Linked DNA regions of Mus musculus: all the other regions are linked to region 1. A link is a contact called in public HiCAR-type, HiChIP or PLAC-seq, Micro-C and promoter capture Hi-C data. All regions are on one chromosome and are shown on one strand. The core of a region is the stretch at or near the end of the contact, and the rest is flanking DNA. Distances in the headings are between cores, read along the strand shown.

Evidence for each region. Promoter capture Hi-C pulls out the DNA fragments that hold promoters and counts their contacts. Hi-C and Micro-C count contacts between places; a contact is called where the count stands out from the background. HiCAR-type assays count read pairs that join an accessible place to other places. HiChIP or PLAC-seq counts read pairs in DNA pulled down with a chosen protein or histone mark.
Region 2: a contact with region 1 is called in a promoter capture Hi-C map of hippocampal neurons, with 7 times the contacts expected there. The contact joins the enhancer-like site here to the promoter of Nrp2 in region 1. A contact is called at or near these places in 4 of 39 promoter capture datasets (the 3T3-L1 cell line, embryonic stem cells, hippocampal neurons and 1 more), 2 of 15 datasets of contacts at CTCF or cohesin (the NIH/3T3 cell line and pro-B cells), 8 of 484 Hi-C or Micro-C datasets (bone marrow-derived macrophages, cerebral cortex, cortical neurons and 2 more), 17 of 115 datasets of contacts at active chromatin or transcription factors (the NIH/3T3 cell line, bone marrow-derived dendritic cells, bone marrow-derived macrophages and 13 more) and 2 of 9 other capture datasets (embryonic stem cells and pancreatic islet).
Region 3: a contact with region 1 is called in a Micro-C map of embryonic stem cells, with 2.5 times the contacts expected there. The contact joins the promoter of Ino80d here to the promoter of Nrp2 in region 1. A contact is called at or near these places in 4 of 484 Hi-C or Micro-C datasets (the HL-1 cell line, embryonic stem cells and uterus), 3 of 115 datasets of contacts at active chromatin or transcription factors (embryonic stem cells, microglia and pancreatic cancer cells) and 1 of 9 other capture datasets (adipose tissue).
Region 4: a contact with region 1 is called in a promoter capture Hi-C map of second pharyngeal arch cranial neural crest, with 6 times the contacts expected there. The contact joins the enhancer-like site here to the promoter of Nrp2 in region 1. A contact is called at or near these places in 11 of 39 promoter capture datasets (the 3T3-L1 cell line, cranial neural crest, embryonic stem cells and 6 more), 1 of 15 datasets of contacts at CTCF or cohesin (pro-B cells), 5 of 484 Hi-C or Micro-C datasets (the C2C12 cell line, embryonic stem cells, nephron progenitors and 1 more), 12 of 115 datasets of contacts at active chromatin or transcription factors (astrocytes, bone marrow-derived dendritic cells, bone marrow-derived macrophages and 7 more) and 3 of 9 other capture datasets (adipose tissue, embryonic stem cells and liver).
Region 5: a contact with region 1 is called in an H3K4me3 HiChIP or PLAC-seq map of embryonic limb bud, with 8 times the contacts expected there. The contact joins the enhancer-like site here to the promoter of Nrp2 in region 1. A contact is called at or near these places in 13 of 39 promoter capture datasets (the 3T3-L1 cell line, embryonic stem cells, frontonasal cranial neural crest and 6 more), 4 of 15 datasets of contacts at CTCF or cohesin (the NIH/3T3 cell line, embryonic stem cells and stem cell-derived epiblast-like cells), 32 of 484 Hi-C or Micro-C datasets (the HL-1 cell line, the N1E-115 cell line, bone marrow-derived dendritic cells and 11 more), 28 of 115 datasets of contacts at active chromatin or transcription factors (SST interneurons, astrocytes, bone marrow-derived dendritic cells and 14 more) and 4 of 9 other capture datasets (adipose tissue, embryonic stem cells, liver and 1 more).
Region 6: a HiCAR-type map of kidney shows a contact between it and region 1, with 3 times the contacts expected there. The contact joins the enhancer-like site here to the promoter of Nrp2 in region 1. A contact is called at or near these places in 6 of 39 promoter capture datasets (the 3T3-L1 cell line, HPC-7-derived erythroid cells, hippocampal neurons and 3 more), 2 of 15 datasets of contacts at CTCF or cohesin (the NIH/3T3 cell line and pro-B cells), 7 of 484 Hi-C or Micro-C datasets (the AML12 cell line, DN2 thymocytes, adipose-derived mesenchymal stem cells and 4 more), 20 of 115 datasets of contacts at active chromatin or transcription factors (bone marrow-derived dendritic cells, bone marrow-derived macrophages, cardiomyocytes and 13 more) and 4 of 9 other capture datasets (adipose tissue, embryonic stem cells, liver and 1 more).

Annotation. Positions count from the first base shown.
Region 1 is chr1:62,701,427-62,705,444 of GRCm38.p6, forward strand. It overlaps Nrp2 (neuropilin 2), which reads left to right and starts at 1,891. Exons shown (of 17, transcript NM_001077404.1): 1 at 1,891-2,851. The coding sequence starts at 2,779.
Region 2 is chr1:62,213,548-62,217,565 of GRCm38.p6, forward strand. It overlaps Pard3b (par-3 family cell polarity regulator beta), which reads left to right. Exons shown (of 23, transcript NM_001081050.2): 13 at 2,876-3,008. Among named protein-coding and RNA genes, the nearest start is that of Pard3bos2, 79 kb to the left of the region's middle. Within about 2 kb of position 2,059, at least 17 of the 459 cell types and tissues checked have an H3K27ac peak or open chromatin away from gene starts, as enhancers often do. A contact at or near this core is called in hippocampal neurons, where this site is marked.
Region 3 is chr1:63,111,900-63,115,917 of GRCm38.p6, forward strand. It overlaps Ino80d (INO80 complex subunit D), which reads right to left and starts at 2,368. Exons shown (of 12, transcript NM_001114609.1): 1 at 2,312-2,368. It overlaps Ino80dos (INO80 complex subunit D, opposite strand), which reads left to right and starts at 2,572. Exons shown (of 4, transcript NR_045915.1): 1 at 2,572-2,645.
Region 4 is chr1:62,323,769-62,327,786 of GRCm38.p6, forward strand. All of the region lies in intron 16 of Pard3b (par-3 family cell polarity regulator beta), which reads left to right. Among named protein-coding and RNA genes, the nearest start is that of Pard3bos2, 190 kb to the left of the region's middle. Within about 2 kb of position 1,788, at least 4 of the 459 cell types and tissues checked have an H3K27ac peak or open chromatin away from gene starts, as enhancers often do. A contact at or near this core is called in second pharyngeal arch cranial neural crest, where this site is marked.
Region 5 is chr1:62,381,357-62,385,374 of GRCm38.p6, forward strand. The region is part of intron 18 of Pard3b (par-3 family cell polarity regulator beta); the gene reads left to right. Among named protein-coding and RNA genes, the nearest start is that of Gm34881, 140 kb to the right of the region's middle. Within about 2 kb of position 1,850, at least 15 of the 459 cell types and tissues checked have an H3K27ac peak or open chromatin away from gene starts, as enhancers often do. A contact at or near this core is called in embryonic limb bud, where this site is marked.
Region 6 is chr1:62,445,189-62,449,206 of GRCm38.p6, forward strand. The region is part of intron 19 of Pard3b (par-3 family cell polarity regulator beta); the gene reads left to right. Among named protein-coding and RNA genes, the nearest start is that of Gm34881, 79 kb to the right of the region's middle. Within about 2 kb of position 1,798, at least 5 of the 459 cell types and tissues checked have an H3K27ac peak or open chromatin away from gene starts, as enhancers often do. A contact at or near this core is called in kidney, where this site is marked.

The DNA of each region.
Region 1 (4,018 bases), core at 641-3,140:
CTGAATCTTACTGACTTTTCCCAGAACGAAGGAGAACCTTGGAAGCAGCTAGATGGGAACCCTCAAGTCTGAGGTCCCAAGCCCAGCAGTTCGGGGTTGTCATCCTATGGCTTCCCAATGGGCTTTGGGTTTCTTTCTCTCTCCCCAGTCATCTCTCTGCCCTTTGTCATGTTCTCAGAAAGCTGCTGTGTGCATCTCTAGTCTAAGTAGGAATGGTTTTCTATGCCTGGAGAGCAGTGGGGTTGTGACACTAAGTAACTCTTTCCTTGCAGGCACTGTTAGTACAGATAGCGTTGTTTGTTCTTGGATTAGTGTTTTGCCAACAACACAAGCCAGGATTTGAACTTAAGGTCCAAACTCCAGGCTTCCCCTCTTCCTTCATCGAAGAACCCAGGGAAGGGAAAGAAAGGATAAAGGAAATCAAAATTAGCCCCTATGAGTATTTGAGTGGTGCATGCGTGTGCACGTGTGTGTGTGTGTGTGTGTGTGTGTGTGTGTATGTGTTGCTCTCTGGAAGAACTCAGAGGGCCTCTAACTCCAGCCCTTTGCAGCCAGGCAGTTAAGATTAACCATGTGGTATTCAGGCTCTGGACTTCCACTGGAAAATCCCTCATTTAACTAGTTGCAAATCACTTCTGATTCAATTTTGTTTGTGTTTATCTCCATGTAAATAACAGTTAAGTGAGAGTTACAGATTTTTTTTTTCAAACACTGGCTGTGATAAACAACGCTAATGGCAAGTCCAGATAAGGAGAGAAACCACCCAGAAGAACCCATAAGTCCACGCTAAGGGGGAAAAATGGTATAGTCAGATGTTCATGTCCCTTCTCACCCAAACTTTATGTTTCCTAATCTTCAGACTGCTAGGAAGGGGACTGAAAAGGTTGCCAGGTGTGCTCTGTTGGATCTTGATCATGGTAAAGCAAGGGTGCCTGGTGAATATGACAGTTGGGGATCACCCAGCCACCCTCAGAAACAAAGATGCAAGTGTTTTCTCCAACTGTTAGCTTATAGCGCCTTGAAACAGTTTTCATGTCTCCACTTAAAAATAGGTAACACAATGCTATTTTCTTTCTGTCAACATTGTGACCACAATACCTTGGGGAAACATGAACAGAAGTAGTTACAGTAGCAGTCCAAGAGGCCTCCCTGTACCTATACTATGTTGGAAGCTTGAAGGTGTATTGGGTGGCCAGGGGTGGGGGTGGGGAATTTAATTGCCCGGAGAAATTCTTTATTCAATAAAATCGTCCCTCGTTTACAGATAGTTACAAGTTAAGGGCACATGTTGAAGTAAATCCTAACCCAGACCGCAGAGGATCCTGTTTGGGACACAACAAAGGATCTGAGAAGTAAGCCCAAGAAGTATTTGAGGTTTGGTTCAGAGAAGGCTAAAGGCTGACTGTGTGTGTCGCCGCCACGCTTTGCTGCCTCTGGGAACACAGAGCTGAGCCGCGGACTGGCTCCCTACGCCAAACGCGGTCCGCCACCCAACTCCTTCTGTAACGCCATTGCAGGTGGCATTGTGTTGGATTCTGAGTGTGTAGCATCTGAGTCTCGGAATTTAGGGGAAACAAGAATTTCCCGGGCTCCGCGGAGTTTCCCTCCGGCAGAGGCAGCGCGCCCTGAAGGGAGGGCGCTCCTTGCTCCGGGTGTGACACACCCGCAGCCCCGCACGAAGGTGCGTGGGGCGGGAGGGAGGTGCGGACTGGGAGAGGGGCGGCAGGGTTGCGTGGCACCTTAACTTTGATCGCGCGGCCGCGGGGCTGCGAGCCACCGCCGCCCCGCCCGAGCTGGGTGCCGCGGTCCTCGGCTCTGCGCCGCGCGTCTCCGCGGCTGCCTCTTTAATCAGGAACACAGAAGGGGCGGGCCCTGAGCGGGCGCGTAATCGGATCGCTCTGCCGCGGCTCTGACATCCACATGCTGCTCGGCCTGAAAAGGCGAGGGGGGAGCCGGAGGGGAGGCAGAGGAGGCGAGCAAGGCACCAGCCTGCAGCCCGCCCCCGGCACATCCTCTGAAGCACAGACACTCGGCCGGGCGCTGGGCGAGGTGGAGGTGAGGGCGGGCGCCAGCGAACTCGGAGAGCCGCTCGCACACTCGCGGGCGATCCCAGCCGCCGCACCCGCAGCAACACCAGCAGCACCGGCCGCAGCAGCTTCCTGCCTCGCACTCCCCTCCAGAGACTGGCCAAGCGGGTGTAACCGCCGGGGGAGGCTCCAGCTTAGGGGAACCCAGAAAGGACAAGAGCCGGACGTCTGACTGCTTACCACTCCGCCTGTCCAGCGGTCGGTGCCTCTGCCCGCGTGTGTGTCCCGGGTGCCGGGGGACCTGTGTCAGTTAGCGCTTCTGAGATCACACAGCTGCCTAGGGGCCGTGTGATGCCCAGGGCAATTCTTGGCTTTGATTTTTATTATTATTACTATTATTTTGCGTTCAGCTTTCGGGAAACCCTCGTGATGTTGTAGGATAAAGGAAATGACACTTTGAGGAACTGGAGAGAACATACACGCGTTTGGGTTTGAAGAGGAAACCGGTCTCCGCTTCCTTAGCTTGCTCCCTCTTTGCTGATTTCAAGAGCTATCTCCTAGTGAGGTGGAGATATTCCAGCAAGAATAAAGGTGAAGACAGACTGACTGCCAGGACCCAGGAGGAAAACGTTGATCGTTAGAGACCTTTGCAGAAGACACCACCAGGAAGAAAATTAGAGAGGAAAAACACAAAGACATAATTATAGGAGATCCCACAAACCTAGCCCCGGAGAGAGCCTCTCTGTCAAAAATGGATATGTTTCCTCTTACCTGGGTTTTCTTAGCTCTGTACTTTTCAGGACACGAAGTGAGAAGCCAGCAAGGTAAGCCCTTCAAAGTTTTTCTATTCATTTTTACACGGTTTCCCCTTTAAAGGCGACAGCTAATGGAGAGAAGCCACTGAGAAGCGCTCATGAGGAGGCTCCCTCAATACTCAATCATTTAAAGGGAGATCTCAGCGGCCTTCTTTACACCACCAGGGCTGCTAAACCCAACTTTTCTCTCTTGCAAAGGGAGTGTGTGTGTGTGTGTGTGTGTGTGTGTGTGTGTGTGTGTGTTTTGTAACAGAATTTGGCGGTGTTCAGATGTCACATATGGACTGAATCAAAGGTTTAAAAATACTACAAAGCCTTTGCATTACAGTTTTGGGGATTTTTTTTTCCTCCCTGTCTTGAAGCAGAACACATCTCCCTTGAGTTTCCTCAACCTAGCCAGTGAAATATAAATCATTTGCATTCCCTCCACTTAGCTACATTGAGCAATGTTAGCTGAAGGGCTTGGGAAAAAAAAAAAAAAGCAAGAGTCTAGCTTTGCTTTTCAGATGTGTGGATTCTTTGCAGACTGGGTGGATACATCTCAGAACCAGAGGGCTGAAGCTGGTGAAGCAAGCCAGCTTGTGACCGAGATGGGAGCTTTCCCGTGGGCAGTTGATGGTCCCCACTCTCTCCCGAATCCGTGTGTTTTCTGGGAAAGCGAATCATGTTCTTTAAATTTTTTTCTTAAAAGATAAAACAAACTGTATGACCCTCGGCAGTCTCTCCTCTTGTGAAGTGGTTAGAAACTTTTGAGTGGAATTTATTCTCAAGCACTGCCAAAAAGGGTGTGTGGACACGGGCTGCAGAGATAGGCACAGCAGGGCCTAGGAGAGGCCGGGGGCCAGCTCTTGTGGATTGCGACAAGGGCTACCTCTCTGAAAACAGGTCTCTGGTCTCTGGGAATGCGGTTCTTCCACCCTGGGACTGCTTCTGGGGGTGCTTCCCTCTGCTCTAAGACAGTGTCTGGAACCTGAAAAAAAACTATTAGCCTATTAGCGTTTGCTCCTACAGGTGACTGGGGATAGGGTACCATCTACCAAGGAAATGGGGGAAGAGAGAAGGAGAGAGGAAAGACAGAGACAAAAACTCGGAGAAGTGCTATTGCCTTGAGGCACTTGGCGGAGTCAGGCAGCCGCAGTGGTGGGTCTCCTTCCTCACAGCCACCCTGGCGCCCCC
Region 2 (4,018 bases), core at 809-3,308, 490 kb before region 1:
TATGCTCCTTTGTACATAACCTTGTAGATGTTAAATAAATGTAAATTGGCCAATTACTGGAGACTATATATAATGAATGAGCTTGTTTTCCACATGTGCGTCTGCTTAAGTGACAGAGCCTTCATGAATATTTAATGGCCTTCACTTATGTACATAGTTGAACACCCCATCTACTGCTTCCTAACATGAGAGAAGGTCCTATCTGGTGTCATTTGGTGCTTCCTATAGCGCCTGGGATGCAAGGAACCCACTTATTGAACAGTAAATTGAAGGCAGCATAGGGGAGGTCTCAGTCATCCCTTCTTATATATGAGCACATCGGAGTTGCTTTTAACAAAGATGCCTCAACCTAGAGAAAAGGATGGAAAAGGCTGCCAGAGTGCCATGTTCATGCAGACAACAAGGACCAAACAAAAAAGGGAAAGAATGAGTGTGCTTTTAATACACTGTGAGATGCTTGTACCTTTCCTCTTCCCTCATCCCCGATCTCTGTAAAATACACGTGAATGGCAGTGCATGGGTGTGATAGCCCAGCTTCTGGAGTCTGAGAACTTTGCTGTGAGCATTCTCATCCTTAGTTCCACAGGCTAGCGTGGACTGGGATTGACATTATCCCATCAGAGGGAAGTACTCAGTTTCAGTTCCTTACCCATCCTCACCTGTGTCTTGTTCACCAGGGGATCGATCAGGAATAGGAACTGTTACAAAAAGCAGTTTTTATGAGGACATTTAAACAAGATCCATTTGCTTTCCCTAGGATTTGCGTGCTCTCCATGGGGAGCGAGCAGGCACTTGTCTCTTAGCTATTGAGAATCTTTGTGGTAGCCATAAAGAGTAAAGAGTATTATTGCTTATAAAGACAGAAGCCTAATGTACAGCTTATCTTTTATTAAATTTCAAGAAAATCAGCTACCTTGTCTCCCGAATCTTCTGCACTGTGTCATGCATATGCTGTGCACAGTGTATGCTGTGCGCACCTGCTTTTCCATCTATCCCCACAGAACATCAAGTGCCCTCTGGTCCATAGAAAAGCATCCATAACCCAGAGGAGGTCTATGCACTGCTCAGACATCAGGGCGAATCAATTAGTTAGATTTGGCAAGAATGCCAACATAATTGCTGGAACATTATACTGATGTTGAAAAGAAATGAAGGCACTGCTTAAGAAAAGTCAAAATATAAAGTTGTTGTTTTTTTCCCCCACATTAGCCAGTTGTACAAGATAGGTAAACAGTTTTGATGAGAACCTCAGGAAGAATACATAATGAGCCCGTGATTGAATCAGAATCATTTTGAACAGAAGCATGTTTTTCAAAGGATGAGCTTCGGCTTGAATTGCGATTCTGTTTGTGCCTAGAGACTTGGTATTTAAAAATGGGTTATGACCTGGTTTTGTTTTTCCCTTTCCCAAAACATTTTTTTCTCCCGGCTGCAGCCAGCTCATCTTCGCAGAGGCAGAACATGTTTAAAAATCCATTATATTTTTTATTGGCTGGGACACTAATGGAGGCCTCCACGACAGCTCTATTTTACAGGCTGGATGCTTTAATTAGGCCGGTTACTGATCAGTTGTTGGGACATTGATTGTGTCATTTATCAAAGAGCTAGGAAAGCAGAAAAAAATTGTTTTTGTTCTTGTTGTTATCGTTAAGTGAAAATAGGAGGCGATGCAAGGCAAGTCCCAACCCTCCTGCCTGCTGGGACTCCAGGTTTACCATAGGAGCCGCTGGTCTCCTGTACCTGCTTTGGTTGGACTAGCAGTACAGCAGGAGGGTAACTTGGTAGGTGTGCAAGCACTGCTAGAAGCCTGCACAGGAAGTTAATAGCCCTGCGCAGCCAAAAACATTTTAATTATTTAGGATATAGAATAGAAGTGAATGCTTCAAATGTTTTGTTTAGCTAGATACTGAATTTTTCGGGAACTAAAGAAGAAAAAATAAGACCAAATGCATTGTTTTAGCCAAGCGCTTTCCTGGAGGAAGGAGCTTGGGGAGTAGGTCTGTGTTTGCAACATGTGCCTCTCACAAATGGCCAAGGGAAGAGCTACGAAATGACTTCCAAATCGTTTATTTCCCTGAAACCTGTTAGGAAGACAAATAATAGGAACAAGGAGCAAAAGAAGGCTCACTGCACCACAGTCTCCTTGAAAACATAACTGAGCTTTCTGTCACCAGCTGCCCCCTGCTCCTTCTCCATCACCTGGGGATGATGGTGTGTGGGGTGTTATTCTGGATACAGCAGTTTGCAGAAAACTGTGAATTTGTTTGCAGACTGTCAGAATGCAAACAGGAAAGGGAAATATAGAAGAAGAAAAAAAGACTCTAGGGAGAACCACTGTCTGGTCTTGTCACAGCCATTACTTTAGCATCTGGCCAAAGGCCTGGGGTCCACCATGGGAAACAACCACGACATTCTGGTGACAAATACTGCTTGGGTTCTGACTTGTCCTAGAGCATATGCACTTAGCTAGGGAGAGAGAGAGAATGGCAGAGGGAGCGAGGAACCAGCTGGTTGGCAGAGAAACACCCTTGGCATGAACTGTATTCTCATATTGACACTGCCACAAGCTGTACTCCCAGATGGAAGAGAATTTGAAAGAAGGCAGTTGTAAGTGGGGGAAGGAATAATCAAGGAAATCCTCCTTTGTGTTGGCTATCAGCACTCATAATCCTTAACACTACAGTGTCCATGCTGTCCTGTTCCGTAGCGAGAGATGTTTGATCTGATAGGGTTATTTTGACTCTGCACTATTAAAGATATACATATGTGCCTCAGTCTTTCAAGATGATTCAGACAAGGACCAGTCTTGCACTCAGCTTTGGTTGTTCAAATTAGAACGTATTTTCAAAATGTAACTTTTGTTTCTGTCTCTTAGGAGCTTTCAGAATGTGGAGCACTTTCCAGACCAGGCTTTGAGAACTGTCAAGAAGCTCTGAGCACCTCCAGGCGAAATGATAGTAGTATATTATATCCGTTTGGCACCTATAGTCCACAAGATAAAAGGAAAGGTAAACACTATCCATTTTCATCTTCTTCAAGTAGAGCACAAAACCACACACACACACACACACACACACACACACACACACCACACACACAAATGGCTTTTCCCTGAGAAGGAGGAAAAGGTATCGGGGACAAAGAAAAGTTAATTAGGCAAAGTGTAGACTTTGTCACTCAGAGTCATGAGCACTGAGGGGTGGGTGCGAGAGCTGACTCAGAACCTGTGAATCAGATTCCTGGCAAAGGCTCCAGTTTAAGCGACAGTTTCTGTGCTTGCTGCCCCAAACATGAGGATTTAACATAAAACAAACCATGACTGGAGAATCGAAGATGGCAAACTGTGAGGGTTTTGAGGATCTTTTTAGTCACTGAAAGTTACCAAGTCACTTTAAAATGGCATGGATTTACATGAACCCACAGCATGGTCATGATGTGACTCCAAGCTTGGTGCTTGGTTCTGAGATGAATGTGATAAGTAGTGGAATAGCATAGCTTGGGGCCGTCGGCACTGCACGGCAGCTGGATCTTCCTGGTGTCTTATAACGCCTCTTATTACAGGAATGGATCACATTTCAAGTAGACTCCTGGGTTTTCGCCATTGTTCTTTCAGGCTTACCCTCCGGGTCACCAAGAAACTTGTTTTATCTTCCTGTATCTGCTTTCTTTAATAGCTTTTACTTTTTATATTGCAAAAGCAATACATACATATTCATTGTCGAAATTTTAGAGGAAAGCATTAAAAAGAAAATTTAATATTACTCATCCCTCTATCTATCAAAGCACCTAATCAGTAACATTTTATGTAGATCTTTCAAATCTTCTCTACATGCAAATATGCATACATAAAATGAAATGTGCTATAGGTAATTTCTAAGAATTCTTTTTTCTCAATTGATAACACATGATGAATATTTTATGTATCAATGAACATTCTATAGCCTGGTAAGCAGGGGTTCAGTGGAGATAATAAACATTATACGTCAATCCTGCATTTTGAGACATTTAAGATGTCACC
Region 3 (4,018 bases), core at 1,118-3,617, 410 kb after region 1:
TTAAAATAGGCTGGGAAAGGGGACTCAAAATGATTTTTCTTCTATCCAGTTTGCTCTAAGAATAAAGGCCAGTGATAACAGAAATAATGGGTTTTGCTAAACACATACATGAAAACACCCTAGTCAATAAGCAATTTCAATTAATCAATAATGATAAAACAACCAGTACAAATAATTTGCATTTTGATACCAAATCCATACCATCTTCAAATATCAAGACTTTCTTAGGCACAATTCTAAATGACTGGGTATCTAAAAAGGCGCTCTCTTTTAGACAAAAGCAAAGAGTCCTTGGAATCCTTACAATCCTTGTAAGGAGCCTCAGTGTGATGCCTGACAGAAGCCAGCGCAGACCAGAGCATGGATTATCCTGATGCTCTGCGATGGTCAGGCAGCTTTTCACTAACTACTCTGTAGACTGGACCACCTCTGCCAGCAACCTCCAACCTGCAACCAAGCAGGACACAAGAGCACCTGCACACACACACACACACACACACACACACACACACAGAGCCCCAAGCTCTGAGAGAAATATGGAAATTTCAAAAAAGAACTAATAAAAGAAGTCAAATGAAGTCTCCACACATGCCCACACTGGGGCTGGGGGTGGCAGGGCCACATTGCAATTTCAACATAAAACAATACCCAGGTGAGGTCAGTTGTAGCCTCGATAAACAGCCTATCCTTGGAAAGAAAGAAACTCTTGATTTGGAAACTTAAATTTACTCCACGAAAGAAAAAGAAGAGAAAAAAAGTTCCAGAGCTGATGGCACCAAAACAGAACCAAAAAAAAAAAAAAAAAAAAAAATCTAGTTCTTTGACAGGGTAGGCCAAAGCCAAACTCTAATGTTCGGTTCACAGGGCTCCTCCACAGACAACACCACCCCCAAACTGGAGCAATGAGAACTTTACGCTTCCATAAACCCCCGTGGTTTCTATTCTAGAGTGACACCTAAGGACATCACCTAAACCGAAATAGGCTCAGAACAAATCGGGCATTGCTCCTTGCGCTGCAGGTAGACCTTACTTCCCCAGGCGCCCAGCCCTCCAGGTCCTTCCTCCCAGTTTTGAATGCTCTGTCTGTCAGCCGAGGTCTCCCCCATGGCTTCAGCGTCTGAGTCGGTTCTAACCGGACAAGTGACCAACTAAGAGGGGTAAAGTCCTACCACGGAGGGCAGGGGACTGCTCCAGAAGCCTGCCTGGTCCTGCCCCTCTCCCTGACAGTTTGCTCTCTGCTCTCTTCTTAACTACCTTCCTGCCGGAGCTGTCCAGAGAGGGAGACTGAGGACCCAAAGGAGTCCGGGAGAGAAGGTGGGGGTAGTAATAAAGACACAAGTAGCACCCCCACAGCTCCTTGGTGGGGTGCTGGGTTTTTTAAAAAGGGGGGAGGAGGGGAGGCCGATGGACCCTGACTTTGCAATAGAAACAGCACCTGAATCTACCTCCTCCCTTCCCCACCCCCGAAAGCCCAGTCACTAACTAATAAAGCTAAGAAAAACCCCTTGAAAACTTTTCCAAACCGGAAGAGACGGCTTCTCCCCGGGCCCTGGAGCTCTTGGGGAATGGGCTGGAGTTGGCAGCCCCGTCGGGGATCGCGGGGAGCGGGGTGGGGCGCGGCGCGGGCGAGGGGTGCAGGGGCGGAGTACCTTGAACGGACAGGAACTGGCAAAGAGTTTCGAGCCAGCCGAGTGCTCGCCCCCCGAAGCCCTCGGGGGTCCCGGGCGCTAGGACCGGGGCTCCCCGGAGAGAAGGCGGCCTCCAATTCGGGCCTAAAAGGAAACTTTCCGGGCCGCGGCTGCACCTGACTCCTCGCCGCCCCTCCACCCCACGCCCGCCAGGCCGCCCGCCCCGCCCCGGCCAGGCCGCCCAGAGCGCCGTGGAGCGGGGGGGATAAACAAACCCAACAGTTACCGGAATCCGGGGGGCCCCGTCTGCGCGATGCCCGGGGACGGGGTGCTGCCGCACGGTCCCCACTCCGAGGCCCCGTCGCCCCGGTCCCCGCCGCCCAGCCCTCCGTCCCGCGGGAGAGCTTGGGGCCGGCGCAGGATGCAGCCCGCCCGCCCGCCCCGAGGCCCCGGGGGACCCCAGGGGCGCGGGAGGCCTGTGGCGCGGGGGCAGGGCGCGGCCGCCGCGGGGCCCGAGGCCTAGGGCGCCCCCCCTTCCGCAGCACTCCTGGGGCCCGGCCCGCGCAGGCCGCGCCGCTCGCCGCGCTCAGGCCGCCGCCGGAACCCCCGCCGACGCTGCCCGCGGGCGTCCCCGAGGCCCCCGGTGCCCCATCCCCCGCCACCCCAGCGCCGGCCCCACTCACCCTTTCATTCTCCGCCCGCGGCCTGGCGTGGGCCGGCGAATCCCCGGCCTCACGTAAGCGCGCTCGCCGCCCGCCCTGCCTACGCGGCCCAGCCCGCCGCCCTACGGGAGCCCGGGGATGTGGGCCGGGCCTGGGGCCGCCTCTGCTTACCTTTCAGCTGCTTTTTTTTTTTTTTTTTTTTTTAATTTTTTTTTCCTCCTTCCTCCCCCTCAACCCCCCCTCCCTCGCCTAGGCTGACAGATCAGAGAGGCGCTGGCAGTGGACTTAGGGAGCTCGGCTGCTACTGCTCCCTCCCTGGGCTTCGGCAAGAGTCTTTCCCTGTCTAACACGAGGGGTGAGGATCATATTTTTATTTTGGAAACTAAAAAGTGCTCCCAGGGTCGGTGATCATTAAGGGGAAATCCCTGAATATACTCTCCAGCCAAGAAGGCAGGGCTGCCCGCCTGCACTAGAAGAGGCAGCAGCCTCCTACAGCACCACTACAGGCACCGCGAGGACATAACACCACAGAGCAGTTCCTCTGCCCTCCGAAACGACAACTTTCCTACCATCTTGGAGGCAGAGGAGAGAGGGGCCAAGGGGAGAAGTGCACCGGCTCCAGCCAGATAAAGTCCAAATTTCTACCTCTCATCGCTGGAAAAAAGCCCATACTTGAGAAAAAGCAGGGAAGAAACAGAAAGGAGGTCGTGTGCTCCGTGGTGGGGAATGTTTCTGCACCTTCTGATGGAAAGAAATCTTTACAAGACACAGGTTTTACGATATTATTGTTTTCCATGTTAACTTTTTCCATAAGGGTGACAGTGGCAGCTTACTTTTTTTTTTCTATTTTTTTTTCTTTTTTTCAGGCTAATAATGATTTTTCTCTATGGCAGGTCCAAGTTCTGTATCTGGTGGCCAGTCTGTAAATTGGCACTTGAGAGACTTAGAGGTCACGGTATTGTCTTTATTTAATGCTCGTTTATGTTGTATGTATTCGTACTTATGGTTTCATGTATTAGAGGTAAGATTTTGTGGTTTTGGTATCTGAGGAACTGAGGCTGCTGAGAGTCAATTGTAAAGAGATGGCTTTTGTCTTCTCTCAGAGCAATGTAAGTAAAACCTATTGACTGCCCAGAAAGGCATAATACAGCTGTTTATTTTTCACGGTGCAAATAGAAGTAGTGTGTATTTAAACTCTCAGGACAGCTGAGCAAGCCAGTTCATCTATCAGCCCAAGAAGAAAGATGACTCCTATAAACCTAGCAACAGATTGAAAGATGCCTTGGATTTTCTTCAAGTAAAATTATTTATTAAGAATTATATCTAGAATTCCATTTCTGTTATTTTCTTTTAGTTTGCATAGATTGATGAATGTCTAGGCCTTTGGTACATTGCATACTTTGCTGCCTGCTTCTTGGAACACAGAATTGAGGGGTAGGCTTCTCTTCCCTAGTGTTGGAATGTTCAGAACTTCCGGTGTAGTGTCAGCCTGTTGAGCGACTTTGTACATTGCAAAGATGTAATAGGTTTACTTTTTTTAAGTGATTTTTTGTTTTATGTACATTGGTGTTTTGCCTGCGTGTATGGCTGTGTGAGGGTTTTAGATGCCCAAGAACTGGACTTACAGACAGTTGTGAGCTGCCATGTGGCACTTGAGCTGGGTCCTCTGGAAGATCAGCCAGTGCTCTTAACCACTGAGCCATTTGTCCAGCCCCAGAATCTCCTCCC
Region 4 (4,018 bases), core at 538-3,037, 380 kb before region 1:
CTTGAAATGCATATGAGTATGTGAGAATGTTTGTCATGGGGTTAGGAACAAATGAAATTAATCCTCCTTGCGAGGCTTCTGGCTTTAACCCACGGATACCAGTAGCTTCAGCACACCAGCGCGCCGGGGCACTGTGGAGAAATTCCCCATCCATCTTGTAATCATCAAAGATGTTTGTTTAAACAAATTTTCTTTTCTTGACCCCTAGACCTCTTTTTATTTGATCATGCCGCAAAACTCTAATGTGGAATTAGTGAAGTTATACAAGCAAAGAATTATCATTTGAGCACAAGAGAGAGAAAAAAGCAAAAAGAGCCAAGAGAGAAATGGAAAAACTCACATTGAAATAATTTATGTAAAAATATGTGTAATAAAGAAATGCTGAGTGAGAAGATTCCCCCCACCCTTCAAGCTGTCTTTTGTGTTTCTTTGTAGAGGAGTCTAACCCAAATGTAATGACTGGACTTGGTTTTTCTTTTTACCTCACCTTCTAGATCTCCCCACTTTCATTCCCAATGATAAATTTAAAGGTATCCCAGTGACTTGGATAAACAAAACAAAACATTTGGATTTGTTTTGTTTTGTGTTGTTTTTGCTGTTAAACTATTTTCCCAAATCGCCCAACTCATGTTTCTTAATTCTAAGCAAGAGTCTTCCTTCATGATTGGGATACAGTGCAGGTTAAAACAACATCAGAATTTTACCATTTTTCTGTGACAAAGAATTGTTAGATCAGTCGAAATAACTGTCATCATGAAATAAACTACAGCATTGTTTGTGAGGGTGTGGAGCTCGGGGGAAGGAATGTTTGTCCCTGACTGGTGAGATGTAAATTAATCAAATCATGAGAGAAAGCACTATGGATAAAGATTTCTTAAAATATTAAAACTACAACAAGCATGTGGTCCAGTGATACCAATCTGGGGTATGTTGCCCAAAACATCCAAATCAGCTTCTATGAGCCCTTGCTGGTCCAATAAATAAAGAATAAAGGGTGTCAGAGAGTAAGAGAAGAGATGATGCCTATCATTAAAATATAATATAGGCATATATAAAACTCTTATAGTAAAGTCTCTTACTTTGTTCAATTAATATAATCGAACACTTTTAAAAAGTTTCCTGAATTCACTTAGGTATAGGTCCTGCATTGCTAAAATCACTTTCTTCTCTCCATACAAAACCCAGAGCCCTCAGTAAGTAAGAGCCCAGAGCACTTACATCACTATGGCCAGAGACTTGTGTCAATCCAGGAATTCTTATTAATTTAGTTCTTGCGAACTAACTAATCAGCAATAAAGGGTTTGCACTCTTCTCTATCCCACAGCCTGACCTGAATAAAAATAGACTTGGACTTTTTTTTTTAATCCAAATTGCTGTCTGATAGCTATTCTATACTGTGTCTTTTAAAATAAGCACTCATCTGACTTGAAAATCTACATTTTAACTGTAGTGAGTTATACATAACATAAATTCTACTGTTGTATTTTTAAGTGGACAGATCAGCAGTGTCGCGTACATCAGACTGTGGGGCCTCCAACTTCAAACTTAACCAGATAGGAGGCTAATTCCCTCTTCCCAGCATTCCCAGCAGGCCCCCTGCCCTCCCTACCCTCAGCAGCTGCTTCCACGCGCTGATCTTCTCAGAGTGTTCCCTCCGCACCCATGAGAGCTAAAGCAGTCCTTACCTTGGGGAAGTTTCTCAGATTTCTAGAAAAACTTTCTATAAGGTTGGGCTGTCATGGTGTGAATTCAAAGGTTATGTCAGAGGTTAAGCTATGCAATTAAGTCAAGAAAGCAGAGCATTCTAGTAGCTGACATTAACTTTTGAAAAGAGACAGGATTAGCTGTAGTTAGTCACATACAAACTGCACAAAATGAACAAAAGGGGAAAAGGTATTTTACCAGCCACCTCCCTTGAAAGAAAATCGTTCCATTGCAGACCTCTAATTTCTCAGCCTAATTTTGTTACTTCACTGAGCTCATTATCCGTGCCAGATATGAACTCAGCAACTGATGCATTGTGACGGGTTGTTTTTGTTTTTCGACTTTAAAAAATATTCCCTCCCTCCCTAAATAATTATCTGCAAATTAACCTTTTCTCTTACTGGAATATTGTGGGAATAGAATAGAGACCATACAAATTCGTAAGCAAGACTCTTCAGGCAGGAGATAAATTCTTTCGGGCCACGAGGGGACTATTTATTAAATGGCTGCAGCAGTCCACTAAATGGGCCCCTTTTGACCTGAAAGAGTTAATGCTCTATTGAAAGTGTCTGAATTGTCCCCAGTTTTACTCCCTTGGAAGGCTCTGACCCATTAATAGCAGTAATAATAATAATAGAAAACAATCCTGTTCTGCCTCCATTACTCTGCAACCGTTAATGGTATCCTAATGTTTTCTATTCTTTAAGTGTAACTGAAAACTGACATTCGGCCCAGCTAAAATTTCCAATGTAGTATGTTTTTTCATTATCATTTTTACACACCGTGCAGGATGCTGAGTAAGGAATAAGGCAGAAGCTTATAATTGGTCTTTTAAATCATCATAAACATTTATTTTTCCCCCCATGGCTATTTCCAGTGCCAATAACTCAGCTCTTCGATGATGGAGGAAACTATTTAATGATGCATCACAAGCCCCTTCTAAAGTTCTTATCCAGAACACGGCAGAGGCTACAAAAACATGGCCTATTGTTTGTTCAGAAGTTGATTTTAAAATAACAAAAATAGCTGCTTTTTAAAAGAATATCAGCAGTGAAGCAAGTGTTCCTCTGTGTGTGTGTCTATGTACATGTATGTTTTTTAGAAAAGCTTTGTGTGTTTTGTTTATAATTTCTTTCAATAATTAGAAAGTAAAGCATAGCTTTGCAGTGTTTGAAGTAGAGATGGTGTCCCTGTGTTGGAAAGCTACATCTATAAAAAGGAGGAAATGTCCATGTCCTCTCTGAGAAGCTTTTGAGATAGTGGACAGCCTTCCAGATTCAAAGTAAAGATTAGTCATTGTCTTTGCTGTAGAGCTAAAACAAAGACCAGTTTGGAGTCTTTGTGTAGTATATGTTCAGTACTAGGTGAATTCCAGCTGAAATATTGTGTTCTTACAAAGCCTGTGCCTGGTTCATTGTCCTCAAGAAGAGATAGGTGTGTCCCTGTCACTGTGTTTGAGCCAGGGTCATGGATTTTAATCTGTAATGCCAATGGAATTCATCATAAGCAAGCTTATCTGGCAGCTACAGTCCCTTCTAGTCTCTTTCCCTTCCTCTCCGCCAACTTCATCTCTGCATCTCATCTCAACCATAGATCTCTCTTCTCACTACCAAGAATACGATTCAGTGGTCAAGGTACTATCTTGCTGACTCTCATACTGTCCTACTCTGTCCCCGAAATGTCTGTAATGCTACTTCTGTTTAGAGTCCTTTTCATCCTGCCCATGTACCCTCCATATCTTAATATATCTATTTGTTTAGATTTTGCATTTTTACTCTTCTATAGATCATTGCTTTCCCTGTAGCAAGTGTTCTCTTGTTAAATCCAGTGCTAGTTGATGCCTACAACAGAAAACTCCATGAACCCATTAACAGCAACATACAACAGTTGAGAAAATCCATTTTATAACATTTCTGTATAATGTCCATGTATAACACTTCATCTCATCATTAAAAATATCTACAGACTTAGCTTTACTATTATCTTAGTTACTTACTGACTTATTATCCAGACTGTGCCTCAGTTTTATTAGCTATAAAATGATGATAGTATTAATGTAATTTGAGGGGGTTGATATATGTAAAATTACATAGAATAAGCATAACACAAGTAGCCAATATTTTTTTTACCAATATCATCAATTTTATTATTCTTTCATTATCCCACTACACAGATCAAAACTGAAGTCCACAGAAGGTAGAACACTAAGGTTCCAAGTCTTCCATTCCCAGGTCTACATTGCAGGTCATTCCTGCATCAAACCCTTTGTTGTCAGGCACATTTCCTTATAGTAAATTTATAAGAGATTTCCTAA
Region 5 (4,018 bases), core at 600-3,099, 320 kb before region 1:
TGGGGGTCTGCGGGGAGGACTCCAACTAAGAAGCAGATGCGTCTTGCTAAATGTGAAGCTGAACTCAGAAGCAAATGTGTGTGTCTTAAAATGAATTTCCCTGAGGCTCCAAGTTGACAGTATCCTTGGAGGTCTTCAAGTAGAGACCAAGAAGCTATTGACTACAAAGCTCCCTGCTGCATTCTCTTGAAACACTCTGTGATACTTTTGAACCTTGTCACAATCCTGTTGTGTTTTTTATCATCCCCAATTTAAAAATTACTCTTTGTCCCATCTGGGAATGGGGCCATAACTGCTTGGCTCACTGCTCACTCACCCCCAGCACTACCCCTCCCCCTCCCCCTCAGCACTACCCTCCCCAAGCACAGGATCACGGGAAATGTTTTTGATATGGATAAAAGAAGACTAAGCAGGAGGGATCGAAACCACATATTTATTAGTATGTTCAGATAAATTTTACCAACTGTCTGAGGCAATCTTGTAGGCATTAAGAAGGTGTGGGCGCATAAAACAAATTACTGTTCCAGCTTTGAGCCTCACAAGTTCCAAGAACTACTGAGCAGGTCAGACATGAAAAGAAGAAAAACCTGGCTGTCTTTACCAGAAGAATGCATCCTTGAAGAACTGAATGTCTTTAAAACCTCTCCAAGACTAGCCAGACCAATGTGAAACATTCCGGAGTTGAAATGAAATAAAGACCTCACTTCTTTATCTTAAAACCACCTTGGGTCTGAAGTTAAATCTCTTCAGGTGTGATAAAGCTGGTGGGAAACTTAGACAAATTACCAAAACGCTGGAGACTGCAAGACCCCAAATAGGAACAATATGAGAGGGGGCAAAATATACAGCTGTATTACTGGAGGATTTCTGAGACTCTGATCTGATTGTTAGTATTTTATTTTTGTGATTACTTTTGATTATAGCAAGGTTTTACTACTAAAATTTCTGCATGCAATATCAAAACTATTTTTCAATCTAAAAAATTTTACCTGAAATACATCATTTTGCTTGAGTCACCATGTTCTTTGAACCTTATTCCATCCTGGCACTAACTTTTTCCTCTTATTGCTATGCATTTTTGTTTTATAATACAAGTTGGTGGGAAAAAGAAAGAAAGAAAGAAAGAAAGAAAGAAAGAAAGAAAGAAAGAAAGAAAGAAAGAAAGAAGAAAACATCAGGCTTCATTTGATAGAAAATTGCTTTCCCCAATCTTTTCTGGAATCTCTTGTCTGTTACCCAGGCAATATCTATATTATTACTTTGCCCTCAAAAGCTTTTACCAATTTGCCAACACAAGATGACTAAATCTCTTTTCTTTTATCTGGTTTTTCATTAGGAGGGAAACTCCCCCAAATTCATTTCTCTCAGCTTTTTCTCACTGCTAATCCCCACGTGTCTCAAGTGTATTTATAATAAATACCCTCATTATGAGTAAGGGCAGTCCGTTTTCTGCATTGCCTCAATTTCTTATGAAAGCTGTGCCAAATGACCAAGCGCCCGTCCCCCACAGGAAAGCCTGCCCGTGGAATGTGGAATATCTTCTAATTGCCCTCAATGAATCAGCTTCGTGCTTGCTCTTATCTCTAGCACCTTCCCCGGCTTTCTGCTGATAGCCACTAACGTGCAGGCCAAGCATGAAGGGATAAAGACGGTGTGACTCTCAAAAAGCCAGCCGGAGAGTGAAGTTTGTGAGCTGTTTCGATCCTTTACTTTCATGCTTCTGACATGATTTATCTTAACCAATTTGCCTTCAGACATGGCTTGCTATCTTTACCTTCAAACATATAACTCTGGATCCGCCAGGGCCACTTGGACTCTTTCAATTGTTTCTCCTGCCTTACACATAGGCCCTGTGTCAAAACATCTTGTATTAATCAGCCCTCGGTGGTAACTTTAAGCAAGCAATATAAGCACTTTCTCTGACCATCTGTAAAATTAAGTAGTAACTACAAAGCAACTGACACATTCCTTATAAAAGCATGGGCTAGCCACCCTGGCCTGGCTCGCAGCTGTGGCGAACAGCATGCTTGTGTCTGTCTCCTGACCGTGTGTTTTCTTTTCTGTCCTTCTGCTCCTGCCTTCCCTACTACCCCCAATATCTCCCCTTTCTCTCCTTATCCCCAGGCCTGACCCCACTCCTCACACCTGCTCTGGCCCCATATAATACAGGATGTTTTAATATACCATGTACATGGAAGAAAACGGAAATTGGAATTGCCAACTCTGAACTCGCTCTTTTCAGTGGGGGAACGAAGCTGAGCCCACAGCAAGGAGGCTGTGTTCTTTGTGGTGGCAGCAGAGTGGTTGGGGGTTAGGGAAATAACATTTAAGAAACAAAAACTTCTAGCAGATATGTGTTTGATCTTTGAGTGGGGGTACTGCTGGGCCTTATATATTTTAAACATGAGATACTAAGAAATCCAAACATTGGGGGTAGGAAATGTTAGCTGGTTTTCATTTTGCTTACTTTTGTATTACATTTTATTTATTTATTTTGTGTGGCTATGGAGAGGGTTGCTCATGTACCATGATGTGCATGAAGAGGCCAGTGGAGTTATCCTGAGGGGTCCTATGGATCCTGGGCGTCAAACTCAGATGGTCAAGTTTGCCAGGAGCCATCTTGCCAGCCCTGGCTTTGTTTTGTGTGACACACAAAAGAGGACATAGAGACCATAAAAAGGTTCAAAGCTTATTTGAGCTTAGTGAGCCCAAAAAGACCTCATTGATAATGGGGTGAAGGAGAGAGACAAACTCAGATTAAAGGACCTATGATGGGCATTCAGAAGTGAAGAAACAGAGAAGTAAGCATGACACCTGGGAGAATGGCAGGTTAGTGGAATGACTTAGTCCTGCCCTCCACTTACTCACTGAAATGATACATTTATTTAACATAAGTTTTATATGACTCAGCAACTTTAGAAATGCAGACTCATTGTAAGGAGCCATATGCATTTTATGCTGTTTGATCAAAGGCAGGTGGTCATAGGAAAGAATGGTTGGGACAAAGCATTTGAATTGAGGGCAGTAAATGGGGGAATGCAAGGCATGTCCAGATTCTTTTGTGTCCCCGTGTCCTCAGTGAAAGCATCCCTTCACTTTAGGGACACAGTGAACATCTCATGTGACCTATCACAGCAGAAGGGCAACAATTTCCTGTATGTCTTACTTCAGGAGAGAAAAGCCAAGAGAAGGTCAGAGGTCAGAGAGACCTTCCTGCTTCAGCCATTTTGTTGGGTGGCAACTTGCCACATTTTGGAGTATAGTGTCTCAGATTCTACTAATTGAATATTTCATTTTTTTTATGTAAATGAGTGTTCTGTCTCTCTGTATCTGCATGACAGAAGAGGACATCAAATCCCATTATACATCATTTTGAGACACCGTGTAGTTGCTGGGAATTGAACTCAGGACCTCTAGGAGAGCAATCAGTGCTCATAACCACTGAAGCATCTCTCTAGCCTCCCAGCTGAATATTTATGTAAGAAGTTAGAACACCACTTACTTCTATGTACCAAGTGTTTCTCTCTCTCTCTCTCTCTCTCTCTCTCTTTCTTTCTTTCTCTTCTTTCCTCCCTCCCCATTACCCCCTTTTTCTCCTTCCTGGCCTTCCCCTACCTCCCTTCTTCCCTCCCTTCATTCTCAGGAGCTTAGAGAAATCAAACCAGAAAAGCTCATGAGCACAGTAGAAAATGGGGGCTGAAATGAAATAGGGGATCAATGAAAATATGGGATCCCTAGCCTCAGAATACTGCTTCCTGAAGAGAAATTCTTCCCTGGAGAAGATAAGCAGTCAGAGAAATGAGCAAAGCACATGATAGTGGGGAGCTGGCCCAATATTGCCCGTGGACACCACCCATTTAGATGACAGTGAGGCTCATTCACCAACAAGAGCCACCAATGCAGGCAGAAAAGTCTACTACACTTTACAGGAACGCATGTTTGTAAATTAAAGACTAGTTGTAGATGACGAGATATTTGAGGAAATCTCACATGAAATAGAAGAAAACTAAAAATAGAT
Region 6 (4,018 bases), core at 548-3,047, 260 kb before region 1:
CACCAAGACATATACTGACTAAAATAATTGCAAGCATCATTAATGCTACATTTTCTTTATATGATCTCTAGGGTATCTTCCAGATGTTAGACTCTGAGAAATATCCAAGTACAGAAGAATTCACACTGAACTTCTAGAGCAAGCTCTCCTGGTCTTGCCAAAGTACTGACTCATGTAGTGTATATAACACTCTTCTTGGAGTATGCAAGGCCAAGTTTCTCACTCACGATTGTGTAGTGGGATTTTCTCATCCCCTATTCGATTTCCTGAGTTTATGATGTGTCCCCTTTTGACCCAAGTCAAACGGTCCATGGCAATGAAACCCTGCATTAAATAAACTCATCATTTTTGTTCATGCTTCAGTGACATGGGCCATAATAAAACATTAGTTTCAAAGGTCTTTATTCACTGCTAGATGATGAACTCAATATAATATGCAAAGATTATTTGTCCTGGCTAAATTAAATTAGCATTTCCCACACATTCAGATTATGTAAATTAGTATCATGAGCTGACAGCAAGATTGTTTTAACATGTCATTAATTTTAGTTGTTTAATTCTAAGAACTAAGCTTGTAATCTTTTCTAAAGTATGATTTTTTTTTAAATCTTAGGCCTGTAATGTAGTTAAATACTTGTCTCCTTAGTACCTTCTCAAGACAGGTAAAGAAAGGTTAGAGAAAAATACACCCCTAGACATGTCATTCCTTTTTTACTTAGGATTGTTATATTGACTAACATATCTCCATTGACACCAAAGACTGATTTCCATTAAAGTCCCATATTATTGACCCAGAAATGAAAATTCACTAAGTGTGACTTCTTACTGAAACTAGAACAACAAAAAAAATTAATAACATGAAATTTAGTTATTCCAAGACCTCCCATCCCATGGATACCATGTCAAGGTTTGCTTTGCAGGGAGACCATTTGTCACATTAATGAAACATCACATGTTTGGATCGTATTAAAACCTGAGTGGATAACTGAAGACACTGGGACCACAGTGTGTCCAGCTTCAGCACCGAGAAGCCTGGAAACATATGGGGCTCGTTCTCAGCCACAGACCTAGACAGAATGCCAGTGAGGGTGAAGCTAAGATTGAGGAAAATTAATCGGTCTCGGTGTCTGGATTCAAGATTCTTGGTTTTCTTTGCTTTCAGAATGCCTTCCAAGAAATGCAGAGGCTTCTCCCTCACCTTATCGGCTGGCTGCTTGTCTTCCCTTAGTTTGAATCAATACATGTGTTTTTGATATTTGGCAAACCAAGATTTAATTATGCAGCTGCAAATTCTCCCACATAAACAAAATGCATCTTAGAGATAGAAAAACATTCAGAAACCATTTTCTAGTTTGAGAATTCAAGTGGGTGAAAATCTATTCCCAACCTCTTCGTATTTGATTTAATTATGGAGGACTTTTATGTTACTGGAAATTGAAATGAGAACCAGAATAAGTGTACAGTTTTTCCAACATTTGTTCTTTTTTTTTTTGTAAAAAGAAGGTAGATGCACATTATAAACTGAGAAGGTAGTACATCATAAATTAATATTTTAGCTGTAACTCACATACTGACTGAACTCTGAATCCCACATAGAGCAACAAATGAATTGACAGGGTTTTGCCACTATTTTACTCTAAAAAGGAGTAGATGTTTTATTAAAGAAAGCAGAAGGTTGATTTCTTTAATTTGCCAAGTGACTCTTGATAATTAATTATTTGCTGAGCTTAATCTTTGGCACAATTTAATCTGTTGAAAACACCCATGTTTTGGCATGGTTACATACAAATGATTAATTCAGCATGGTTTGACTTGTCAATGAATACCCCTGTCTTTTGCAGTAGAATTTGCTGGGTCCCGTGGTTTGGGCAAAATAAAATGTTGGAATGATTCCCAGTTTTAATAGTCCCAATTTATTATTACCACTGAACCCTGATCAGATCATGGACTGGATTAGATCCCAGTTTTTCAAAATACCCCAATTTATGACTCCCTTAGAATTCTGACTTTTTTTTTTAATGTATTTGAATGGGACTTTGGTTGGCTAGAAAAGACTTGGTTAATTACTTGTGGATTCTTATTAGATCATCCCACTCTGTGGAAGTTATGAAAAGCATACCAGATAGCATTTCTCAGGACAAAGTCAAGTTCTCCTTTTACGCTGACAGGAGGAAGTGATCAGGTTGCTTGGTTTCATAGTACTAAGCATCTGCAGTCACTGGGAAGAGGCTGTGTTGTATGGCATTGATTACAGTTGGACTACGGTAGAGGTAAAGAGTGAAAACGGAGGCAACACACAGATGATGGAGATGTGGGCACAACTCACGATCAGCCTTTATTCAATGGCAGTTTCTCAGGATTACCCCCCATTTACAGGGGCAAAGTGTAAGACCAGGGGTGCTATGGTTGAGTTAATACATGTACTTTCATCTGATCACTGCAACACATATCTTCCTAGAAATGCTGATGGTCACCAACAAAACTTGGCACATTACAGTATTCTTATAGACAAGTGATGGGCACACCTACATCTACTTGCCACGCCAGCATTTTTTATGAGCCAAAATCCTTTTATGGAGTTTGAATCAATGTTAGAAGTGCTGTATTAGCAACCACTTGTCAGCTGAGCTGGATTAATACATAGAATGAATCACTGGACTGGCACGCTTTCCAACAGTCATTTAGGGAAGCATCTATAAAGCATACCTCTTGAGCCTTGTTTTAAAAGAATACTTCTGTATGAATATACCCTAAAGTAGCATAGCACATTAGTATATGCAATTGTAGCACTGTTGGAATCTATTCTAAGGAAGGCTCTAAACTATTCAGAGCGATTCTCAGAAATGTTTAGAATCATGATCTAACTTTTAAAATGGGAAAAGTTTCAGTTGATACAGAACACTGGTTTTAATATACACATATAAAATAAAATATATTTGCTATTATCAGAAAACTAGTAACTCACTAAATGTTATGTCAATGGAGAGTTGTGTTTTAGTATAGATTGTGTTTAGCAATAGAACATTTTCTGTGAAAACTTTGGGGAGTATAACTGTTAGAAAGCCATTTGAAGACTAGAATTTATATCTAAGCATCCAATGTTATATTTTTATGGTAAAGAATAAACGACATTTAGGAATGTATTCATATTGCCCCCCAATTTCTTACCATAATATGAAATGTCAATAACAAGTATTTTGCTTGGGGAAAATGCTTTTTAATTGCTAAGATCTTTAGAAGATTTTTTCCCCAAAATTCAGAAATAAGTAAAAAGCTAATGATTCCAGAACATTTACTGTAGACCTATTTAGAACTGTGGTAGTAAACTTACTAAAAGTACTCTAAATATGCAGATGTATCAAAATTTTTAGAGATCAAAGAACATTCTAGAATGCTGTCTCATCATCTTTTCTTATTTGGACACATTTTATATTGTATCCTGCTTTGGAAAGCCTCCATGATAGCACATCCATTCTGGAAAGCAAGGTCAGGTATTGTCGGCATCATTGGCAAGCTTTCCTAGTTGTTTAACTATTCAGCTTATTGTCTCCCAGAACCTGCCTCCTCGCATACCTCCAGCACATCCTTTATCTAGAAACTATGACCAAGGCCTGAAATTATACTAAGAAAATGTGGATATAGTTTTTCCATATTTCTTAAGAAACTGAAAATCTCTGGGTGCCCTCCACTTGGGATACTTTTATCTTCAAGGTGTCATAATACTTCAAGTTGTCAGAGTTTAGACAGGTGCTGTTGGAATTTATGAAGCAGAAAGCAAGGACACTTCTCAACATCCTACAACATAGGGGCAGGGGGCAACCCTCTTCTACAAAAGTAATTATCCAGCCCAGGATGTCAGTTGTACCAAGGTCGAGAAGCCATATGGAAAATACATAGATAATATATAGATGTTTAATATAGGAGAAATATACTCTAAATATTTAAAACCCTGTTAGATAAATATATAATATACATATACCAATATAGGCAGAAATATACTCCAGATACTTAAGACCTC